Linked DNA regions of Arachis hypogaea: region 1 is linked to region 2. The links are chromatin contacts, called in public Hi-C maps. All regions are on one chromosome and are shown on one strand. The core of a region is the stretch at or near the end of the contact, and the rest is flanking DNA. Distances in the headings are between cores, read along the strand shown. Region 1 holds the start of LOC112720815 (vesicle-associated protein 1-2). Region 2 holds the start of LOC112721331.

The links. Hi-C and Micro-C count contacts between places; a contact is called where the count stands out from the background.
Region 1: a contact with region 2 is called in a Hi-C map of leaf, with 2.2 times the contacts expected there. The contact joins the promoter of LOC112720815 here to the promoter of LOC112721331 in region 2. A contact is called at or near these places in 2 of 8 Hi-C or Micro-C datasets (both in leaf).

What each region holds. Positions count from the first base shown.
Region 1 is chr11:48,066,402-48,071,639 of arahy.Tifrunner.gnm2.J5K5, reverse strand. LOC112720815 (vesicle-associated protein 1-2) reads right to left here and starts at 3,382. Exons shown (of 8, transcript XM_025771908.3): 1 at 3,083-3,382; 2 at 2,912-2,982; 3 at 2,517-2,598. The coding sequence starts at 3,134.
Region 2 is chr11:47,752,410-47,757,473 of arahy.Tifrunner.gnm2.J5K5, reverse strand. LOC112721331 reads left to right here and starts at 1,879. Exons shown (of 1, transcript XM_025772401.1): 1 at 1,879-2,979. The coding sequence starts at 1,879. The coding sequence ends at 2,979.

The DNA.
Region 1 (5,238 bases), core at 2,133-4,632, 310 kb before region 2:
CTCTCGATGCATTCCTGCAGCAACGGGGAATCTTGTATCAATTCTCCTGTCCTTATCGTCCGCAGCAGATGCCGTCGTGGAACGCAAGCATCAACACGTTTTGAATGTTGCAAGAGCATTACTTTTCCAATCCTTAGTGCCCATTTCCTTTTTGGGTGAATGCATCATCACTGCTGCCTTCCTTATCAACCAAACTCCCAGCAAACTTCTACATTTCAAGTCACCATTTGAACTCCTTTTTGGCAAGACACCCAACTATGATTCCTTGAAAAGTTTTGGATGCCTTACCTATGCAGCAACTACTCCCAATTCTAGGACTAAATTTTTCCCAAGAGCTGACCCCCTGTCTTTGTTGGCTATCCTATTGGCTACAAAGGATATAAACTTTACAACCTTCACACCAACAGTTCTTAATATCCAGAGACATTGTGTTTCATGAAACCATCATGCCCTTTAGTCAATCCCCTCATCTTCAATCTAACACAGATCTGCTTCATGACTTTGCACTACCTAAACCTATTCTAGATCCTACTCCATCACATTTACCACCTTCACCTCACACCAATTCCACACCCGCACCCCATTCTCCAAGCCTTTCTTTCATCGTCCCCAGCACTCAGCCTCAGCCTCAGCCACCACCATTACGACGATCTACCTGACACACTCAGCCACCATTATATCTAAATGACTATGTGTGTATACCTCAACACCATATCCTCTCACTAACCACCTTAGTACTCACAAGCTCAACTTCAAATATCACAATTCCATTGCTCAGTTGAACATCATTCCTGAACCTCAGTTCTATCACCAAGTTGTCAAGTTCAAAGAGTGACGGCAGGCCATGCAAGAAGAGCTAGATGCCCTCAAAGCCAATAATACTTGGGTCTTGGTCGAATTACCCAAAGCCAAACGTGCAATCGGGTGCCGGTGGGTGTACAAAGCCAAATTAAAGGCTGATGGTACATTGGAGCGCTATAAGGCACGCCTCGTCGCCAAAGACTACACTCAACAAGCCGGGATCGGTCGCAAAAATCACCAGGGTAAGGACTCTCCTCACCATTGCTGCGGTCAAGAATTGGAGTCTTCTCCAATTAGATATCAACAATGCGTTTCTCAACAGCGAATTAGATGAAGAAGTTTACATGGAGTTACCCTTGGGCCATCCTCAACGGAAAGGAGGATTAGTTTGCAAGCTCACAAGGTCCTTGTATGGTCTAAGGCAAGCTTCACGACAATGGTTTACCAAGTTCTGCAACACTCTCCTCAGCCACGGGTTCACACAATGCAAACAGGATTAGTCTCTATTTGCTTTGGGAGAAGGCGATGCGACTACTTTCCTCATTGTTTATGTGGATGATATCATCATTGCTGCCCCCCAAGCAAGAGATGGTTGACAATGTTAAGCTGAAACTCCAATCAATTTTCAAGCTCAAAATCTTGGGTGACCTCAAGTTTTTTCTGGGTTTAGAACTTGCACACTCTAAAGCTGGCATGGCGCTTACTCAGAGAAAGTATGTGATGTTGTTTTTGACAGAGACAGGTTACTTAGGATGTAAGCCTGCCACCACACCTATGGATGCAAATATGAAACTTCGAGTGGTAAAGGCGATCCCGTACCTGACCCATCCCACTATAGAAGACTCATTGGCCGCCTCATGTCTTTGACTATTTTCAGACCAGACATTACCTTCGTAGTAGTGAAATTGGCCCAGTTTATGTCCGATCCGCGCCTTCCCCATTTGAATGCCGCTCATCATGTCCTTCGTTACTTGAAAGCTGCACCGGGACAAGGGCTCCTTTTCTCATCTAAGTCCAAATTCAATCTCACTATGTACACTGATGCGGATTGGGGTGATTGTTTAGATACGAGGCAATCCACCACTAGGTATTGCACCTTTTTGGGTGATTCTTTGATATCGTGGAAGAGCAAGAAACAAGATGTGGTTTCGAAAAGCTCGACTGAGGCTGAATATCGGGCGTTGGCAAATGCTGCTTGTAAGGTCCTTTCACTCGTTGTTTTGCTAAAATTCATGCACGTTGAGGTCCACTCAGCCATGGTTTTTTGCAACAACATATCGGCTATTCAGATGTCTACCAATCCAACCTTACATGAAAGGTCCAAACACATTGAAATCAACTGACACTTTATTCGAGAAAGTCGCATCTGGGATTATCAAGCTGGTGCACGTTCCAAGCAAGCATCAAATTGCGGATATTCTCACCAAAGCACTCCCTGCACCTCAGTTTCAGTTTCTCATGGCCAAGTTAGGAACATACAACATGTATGCTCCAACTTGAGGGGGGATATTAGATGTTCTGATTAGAAGCATAAGTTAACTAGTTAGTTAGAAATTAAATTAGCTGTACCAGTTAGTTAGAATAAGGATTTAATTAGTCACAGGCTCCATCAACTTTATTATAGTGCATGTATAAATCTTCAATTGAGAAGTTCAATAACTGATTCCATTTTTCCCTTTCGTCTGTTCAATGATAGTGCATAGAAGTATTAGTACCCATGATATCACATGTTGATCGTGGCAAGACAATTCCTGTGTTTGGACGAACACAATACTTCTTCGGATTAGTTGTTTTCACCTGAACAAAACCAAATATGCAACACGTAAACATGGAAATTAAGCATTTTATCACATCAACAAATAAATAAAATAATAGAATAGTAACAAATTATCGTCCAATTTTTTTTAATACCGCATTGCACCAAACACTTGCTGAAGAGTTAAAGTTACTGTGAATTCAATAGATCTTATAATAGAATCAAAACAACAATTCAAAACAAATTCTCCAAATTGACGATAGGAAAATGAAGAGCATGACGAGACAAACAATTTGGATTTTGAAAAATAGAAAGAAGGAAGCTAAAGCTAGAAAAGAAAATGTCACCATTTACCTTGAAAGCTACATAGCTATCGGTCTTATTGAACAATTGGAGAGCGCACGAGATCTGCTTCTTCAACTCAACTAACGAGAAGAAAAGAAAGAATTAGAAAATCATGGAAATTTGAAATCCTAGAAGATGAGAAAAATAGATCGAGGGAGAATGACAAAAATGGGAACTCACAGGGGAACCTGAGCTCGAGAGGTTCGATGCTAAAAAGCTCCCCGTTGCTCATCTCCAACTGATTGAGGTTGCGAAAGGTTCTAGAAGGTTTGCAGTTATGATTGTAAAATAGGAAAGATCCAAAACGAGATTTAGAGGAAGGGGAAAAAGAAAATCGGGAATTGAGAAAATGCAGTGATGAAAGAGATCTTCATTTTGGTTTACGTAACTGATTTCTATTTGGTGGAGAAAGTGGTCGAATTAACAGCATGCTCTGAAACTCGGAAGAAAGAATATAATAATAATAATAAAAAAAGAGTGAAAGGGAGAGTGTTGGGAAATACATATAAATAGTCACCAAAAAACCTTTTTAAATCGATAATTATTTACTAAACCCTAGCAGAGAAAGAGTACGTACTCCGTATTCAGAGAGAATGAGAGAAGGAGAGAGCGGGAACGAGTGTTTGAGGGCGAAACACAGTGAGGATGGCGGCCATGCCGTCGAAAGAGATAAGGGGGAGAGTGTGGGTGGGGGTGCATCCGGTGTCAAGGAGGGTTTTTCACGAGGGGGTTTTTCAAATCCTACAAAGATCTCCTTTAGAGATAAAGTCATTGGTCCAGAGAAATCGAAGGCGTTTGCACTTGCAGGATCTTTATCTGGGGATAGTATAGCCACGGTGGTGGGCAAGCAGGGCGATTCCCAACCTCCATGTGTAAATTTCACTGAAGAAGCCAAGCTTTGTTTGGCAGAGCCTTATCGAGAAGCTTTAGTGATTAAGGTTCTTGATAAAAATTATAGTTACACAGCTCTTTCACACAAGCTTCGGATGGTTTGGCGCATCAAAGGTGACTTTGATCTGCTTGATGTGGGGTTTGGGTACTTCATGGTAAAATTCGATGCATGTGAAGATCGTGAGAAGGTCATGCTTGGTGGCCCGTGGTTGATTGAGGGGCACTATGTTGCTGTAAAACCGTGGGATATAGATTTTCGGCCATGTGAGCAATCCTTCGGGTCTACGCTTGTATGGGTTCGGATTTCGGGGCTCCTAATCTGGTGCTATCAGGAACAGGCCATGATGCGTATTGCTTCTGCAATAGGAGTTCCCATCAAAGTGGACTTAGCCACTAAATTGGCTGAGAGAGGACGATATGCCCGAGTATGTGTTCAAATAAATTTAGGACTGCCAGTGATCAAACATATCATTGTGGAAGGCGTAACTCATGTAGTGGAGTATGAAAGTTTAAATTTAATTTATAACTCTTGTGCACGTTATGGTCACGATATGGCACAGTGCTTGGGTAGAGACTCTAGGGAAGGAAAGAGTGTTGATTCCGATGCCACCAAGCCACGGGATGGTACAAAGGCAGTGCCACATCCTGAGACCAAAATTCACAATTCAAATGAAGTAGAACCTAATGTGGTAGGTGGCGTTACTGGCAAGAATCCTGCATCGAATTTGCAAGAAGATTTGGAGGCTAATAATTTGGAAGGAAATAATGTTGAGGAGGCTTGCATGCATGATGAACCAGGCTGGGAGCAAGTTGTGAGGAAAGGTAAAACCAAGCTGGGTCAGAAGCAATCTAACAAGGTCCAAAGAGGCATTCAATCCAGAATCGATTCGGGTAGAGTAATCAGGCCCACCATTCACTTCTCTCACACGAATGGATCAAGCTCCTATCGTGCTAGGGTCGGGTCACGAGTCAAGGTCGGACACAGCGCTTCCCGTGTTGGTGAGACGTCAATCTCCTCAACCCGATACACCCCAGTGCCTTGCGGGTCCTCTCTCCGGAAACGACCAAGGCCGGGGTCCCTACAGAGCTCGCCAGTTGAGAAGAATGGAGGCACGGTGGTGGAAGCATCGTCATGTCTTCCTGCAACCGTGAAGGAGGGTGTTACCGTGGCGGTTCCATTGGAGAAGGAAGGCACATTGCCGGCTGTTACTGCGTCGGTAGGTGGGATTAAGGAGATATTCCAGGGAGATCTGGCAAACCTGAAGGTCACGGGAGTCACTTCCGCTGGGCAAGCCTCGGTTTGAGGTTGGTGAAGCACTTTGATTTTCTTGTTTTATATTTTTATATTTTATATTATGGATAGTTTAAATATAATAGCTTGGAATATTAGGGGTGCTTCTAATAAGTTAGCCCGGGTGAATTGTAAAGAGCTGGTTAGGAAATTT
Region 2 (5,064 bases), core at 630-3,129:
TCATTGGTCCTAAATAAAATTTTGCCCCATACTTTTGCAATTTTCTCTTTCTTGTGAAATATTTTTTATTTGTTGTTTATAAATACTAATTACATTGACTTCAATTTCCACAATTCTTCTAATCTTCTAGTTCAAACTTTAATTATATAGTAATATTTATTGTTGTTATTAATTATGAAGTGTGAATTATTTTTTAATTTGTAACTTGTGATAATATTATAGTGAAAAATATATTTTGGGGTAAAAAACTTAAATAAACCAATGCCAACTCAAATTTACGCCAATTACCCAAACGAAAAATGTTACGTGCATGTCCCTAAAGGACATTTCTATGTAAATCGAAGCAGACATACTCGATTTAGTTTCGTTGATAGTACATCGAAACAGCCATATTCGATTTAGTAGCGTTTCATGCAAATCGAATCAAACTCATTCGATTTATGTATGAATGGTGAGGGTTCATAGTAAATCGAACGAGCCAATTCGATTTACCATCCTCGAAATGTCCATGAATAAATCGGCACAAGGCAAGTTGATTTAGTATGTATTCAACAAGATATATAAATGGATGTAACTTAATTTGATTTACTAGGCCACAAATTTATATAAATAACTGTTGAATGTGAATTTCTCATCATAGTGCTTTGCAATGGCTAGTGATGAGAGTTAGTTTTGGTGCACTATAGAGGATCGATTAAGAAAAAATGCGTTCCGGAATTAAGTTTACTAATAATGATCTGATTTGTGTTTTTCTCAAACTTTCAACAAGTTTCACCAAGTTTCAAAATACTATAATCCGAAAACTGGGGCTGTAAGGCATGAAACGGGTGGAGAAGTTAGTCTACAGAATTTTGATTTCTGTTTTGTGGGATAACGTGAAGTACGATTCGTTCGTCAAAGGCAGCGACAAAGATTTGCAAGTTCTGTTCCATTGTCGTCGGCAATTCTCATAGGTTAGGACCCTAAGCTGTTGGCCAAGTTTGTGGATGTAGTCTCCAATTCAAGAGGTTCTAACCGGAATCCTCAGCCTTCAGCCATGGTAGCCTACTCTAGTTCGAGGCCTATTAGTACCTCTTCATCTCTGCCCGTGATTCAGCCTGAGGCAGCTTTGGTTGGCACGGGTGACCTAAATCGCACTCATGACGGAGAAGTGGGTGACACTAGTCCCTTTGGTGATGTTGCGATTGCGATGGACGACATTCCTGACGTGGTAACGAAATCCTGACAGGGTGGAGCACCGGATGGTGTGGAAGATGCATTTCAGGATGAGGATGATGATGATGTGGAGCCCACTACGATTGCCGATGATAGAAATGATGAGCTAGTGAGGAGTACTCCAGCTCGGAGTGATGGAGCGGCTAGTTCAGGAACTCCGCAGTACCCCCTGTACTTTTCAACTTTGGACTTGGATGCCATGAGACAGCAGGGGGTACTTGGCATGCCTGTCGGATTTGGGACCAGAGACACACAGGATACAGGAGGACTGGCTGAGTTCCAAGTTGTTCAGTAGTTTCAGGATAAAGAGGAGGCCATGCTGAGCGTGAAGACTTATAGCATCCGACGTGGGGTTGAATTAAAGTGTTGGAATCTGTTTATCACAAGTACCATGGAAAGTGTAAGGAATTCAGCAACGGGGGGACGTGGTTGATTCGTATTAGTCTCTGCCAGCGTAGAGGTATTTGGGAGGTAAAACGATACAATGGACCACATACTTGTCTGGCTACTTCGATATCCAGTGATCATAAGAGGCTTGATTACCATGTGATCTCGGCCTTCATATTGCCTATGATTAGAGTCGATGTTGCCGTGTCGATCAAGGTACTGAAAAATGCGATAGAGACCCATTTTGGTTTTAGACCGACTTACTAGAGTGTTTGGATGGCTAAGCAGAAGGCCGTGGCTCAGATTGACGGAGACTGGGAAGAGCCATATAATGAGTTACTGCAATGGCTGCTAGGTGTGCAGATGACGATGCCAGGTAGTGTTGCAGTGTTGAGGACGAGTCCTGTGCGACTGGGTGGCCAAGTCGATGAGTCGCATGCTTATTTCCACCGTCTTTTTTGGACATTCCCACCATGTATCGAGGCCTTCCAACATTGTAAGCCTCTGGTTAGTGTTGACGGGACCCACTTGTACAGCAAATATGGTGGTACACTGCTGGTTGCGATTGCTCAGGACAGCAATTCCAATATCATCCCTGTCACATTCGCCCTTGTGGTGGGTGAAAATGCAGAGTCGCAATTATTTTTCTTATCCCACCTTCGACAACATGTAATGCCTCAACCAGGTATCTTGGTCATATCGGATAGGCATAACGGGATCAAGACTGCACTGGAGGCTCCTTATGGGGGTTGGCTTCCACCTAATGCATACATGGCATTTTTTATCCGATACGTGGTGGCAAACTTTGCCCTTAGTTTTAAGGGCAAGGATGCTAGGAGATTTCTAGTCAATGTTGCTTATGCAAAGACCGAGGTCGAGTTTGACTATTGGTTTGACATCTTCCGCTCTGAAGACTTGGCCATGTGTGACTGGCCTAATTGGATTGACTATGCACGGTGGACTCAGCATCGCGATGAAGGTAGGAGGTTCGGGTATATGACTACGAACATATCCGAGTGTGTAAACTCGATTTTGAAGGGTGTAAGGAACCTTCCGGTTTGTTCATTGGTGAAGTCCACCTTTGGGAGATTAGCAGAGCTTTTTGTTCATAAAGGAAGAGAAGTAGAGGCACAATTAGGAATCGAGAAGCGGTTTAGTCAGCATTTGATGAAGGCAATTAAGGCTAATCTGAAGGCCTCAAGGTGTTTCACGATGACTTTGTACGACAGGGTCACAGGGATAATTCTGAGTTCACCATGGTTGAGACAACACCGACTGACAGCTTTTCACTTGGATCTTACAAAGTGTCCCTCAAGGACCACACCTGTGATTGCGGATATTTCCAGGCTCTTCATTATCCATGTCGCTATGCCTTAGTGTGCTGTGCATACTCACATTTGGATTGGTCAGTTTATGTCCATGAGATGTATCGCCTCAGCTTGGTATTCGATACTTATTGGTTGGGGTTCACCCCTCCAATATTTGTAGAACTACTGGCAAATGCACCGGGTCGTACCAAGTAATAACTCCGGTGAATGAGTGTCGATTCCACTAGAATTAACGGATTAAGCAAACAATGGTCAATTGATCATTCTAGTCAAACAATTAAAAATAAGTGTTTCACTAGTAAATAGCATGAAAATAGAAAATTAAACAAGAGCAAACTAAAATTAGTTAAGCAGATAAGATAATAAAGATAGTTAAGGTGTCAAATATGTTCACTTCTTAGGAAAACAATCCTTGTGTTTATTTAGATGAGGTATGCAAAGATTAATCACGGCGAATAATAAATAATCAAATTCCAATTTCTTGGTAATTTAATTTCTCTTTAACTTAATTAATAGCTAATTCCTTAGTCAATTACTTAAGAAAAAGAGGTGAAGCCCAATTTTGATTCAATAAGTAAGATTCAAAAATATTCCTAAGTTTGATTTATATGTCACGTATTCAAACTAGTCCTAACAATTGAAACTCACAAAGTGTCGCACACTCTTTAAACCTATTCCTAGTGTAATAAAAAAGTAGTGTGAAAGAGTTTTTAATCTAATTCAAATATTAATTTTTTCCAAAACAATATTTAGAATCCAAGACAGAATTAAAATGTTTTTCAACAATTCTAAATCTTTAGAGATGAAAAACCAAAATTCAATCATGAAATAAATCAAAGGATAAACCTCATATAAAATAGAACACTTAGATTAATAATCTATAAAAAGATGAACAGAGCTTCTAACCTTAATCAAGGAGATTAGTGGCTCACGCTTCAAAATAAAAAATAAGGTATCAAAAACGGCCAACGGTCTGAAGGTGGATCCTTGGATTGTTGAAGGGTGGTTTCCCCAGGGTCCTTTATGAACCTTATATACTAAACTTTAAAACAAAACCTAATCATTAAATTCAAACTAATTCAAAATAAAATAAAATTAAATCTAATCTTTCACATTAAATCTTTCGCTTTGTATCTTTTCTTCAAGGCTTTGGTGGTCTCAAATTTGGCATTCTGAATGGGCATGGAGAGTGGCCAAAGTGGCTTATAAAAGTTAGGCCAAAAAGCAAGTGAAACACCAAGCTTTGGCATACAAAACGCCATGCTTTTCTTCCCCTGGGAGCAGCCTTCCTTTGGTGTGTGAAACGCCAATGTGTGGCATATGGAATGCCACTCCTTTGTGGTCTCTAGAGCTCTCTCTGCTTGGCGTGTGACAGCCTTGTTGCGGCGTGTGACACGTCCAAATGGGTCTTTGAAGTAGACTTCTGAAAATTTGGCCCAACGTGTAATACCGGGCTGCGGCGTGTGGAACGCCACTGAATCATACAAGGTCCTGGGAGTGAGGTCTTGGCGTGTGACAAGCCAATAAGAAGCGTTACATGCCCATACAAATTGTTCAAATGAAAGCCTCGAAGGCGTGTAGTTTCCACACACCCATATTCCTTGTGGCGTTAAATGCCACCCTTTATTCATTGGCGTTCATTCATGCTTGCTTGGTGTTAAACGCCTTGCTTTGCTTCATAAATCAAATAATAACGCCACATGCATAACGCTACATGCATGCTTCATTCTTCATTGGCTTATGCCATATCTTCCTTTGATTCACGCTAATGCATTATGCATTTCTTTGATTCATGCATCATTAAATGGCTTCATTAATTAGTGTGCATGCTTCATTACTTAACGCATGCCTTCCTTTTGTGTGTATGCTTCATGGGCCACGCTTGCTTTAGGGGTCGTGCTTCCAAAAGCGTGGCCTAAGGTTTAAAGCATGTCCGAAGTTTCAAAGTGTGTCAAAAACTCCTCCTTGAGTTTTTTGAGTTTGTTTGTACTTTTTGCTTCTTTTTCTATTATTTTTCTACAATTATCAAAAGATCAAAGCATTCAAAGTATTAATAGAATATCATAATAAAGCACATAATTATCAAGCAAAAACTATCAATTTCACCTAAGAAACACCCAAGAAAAATACATAA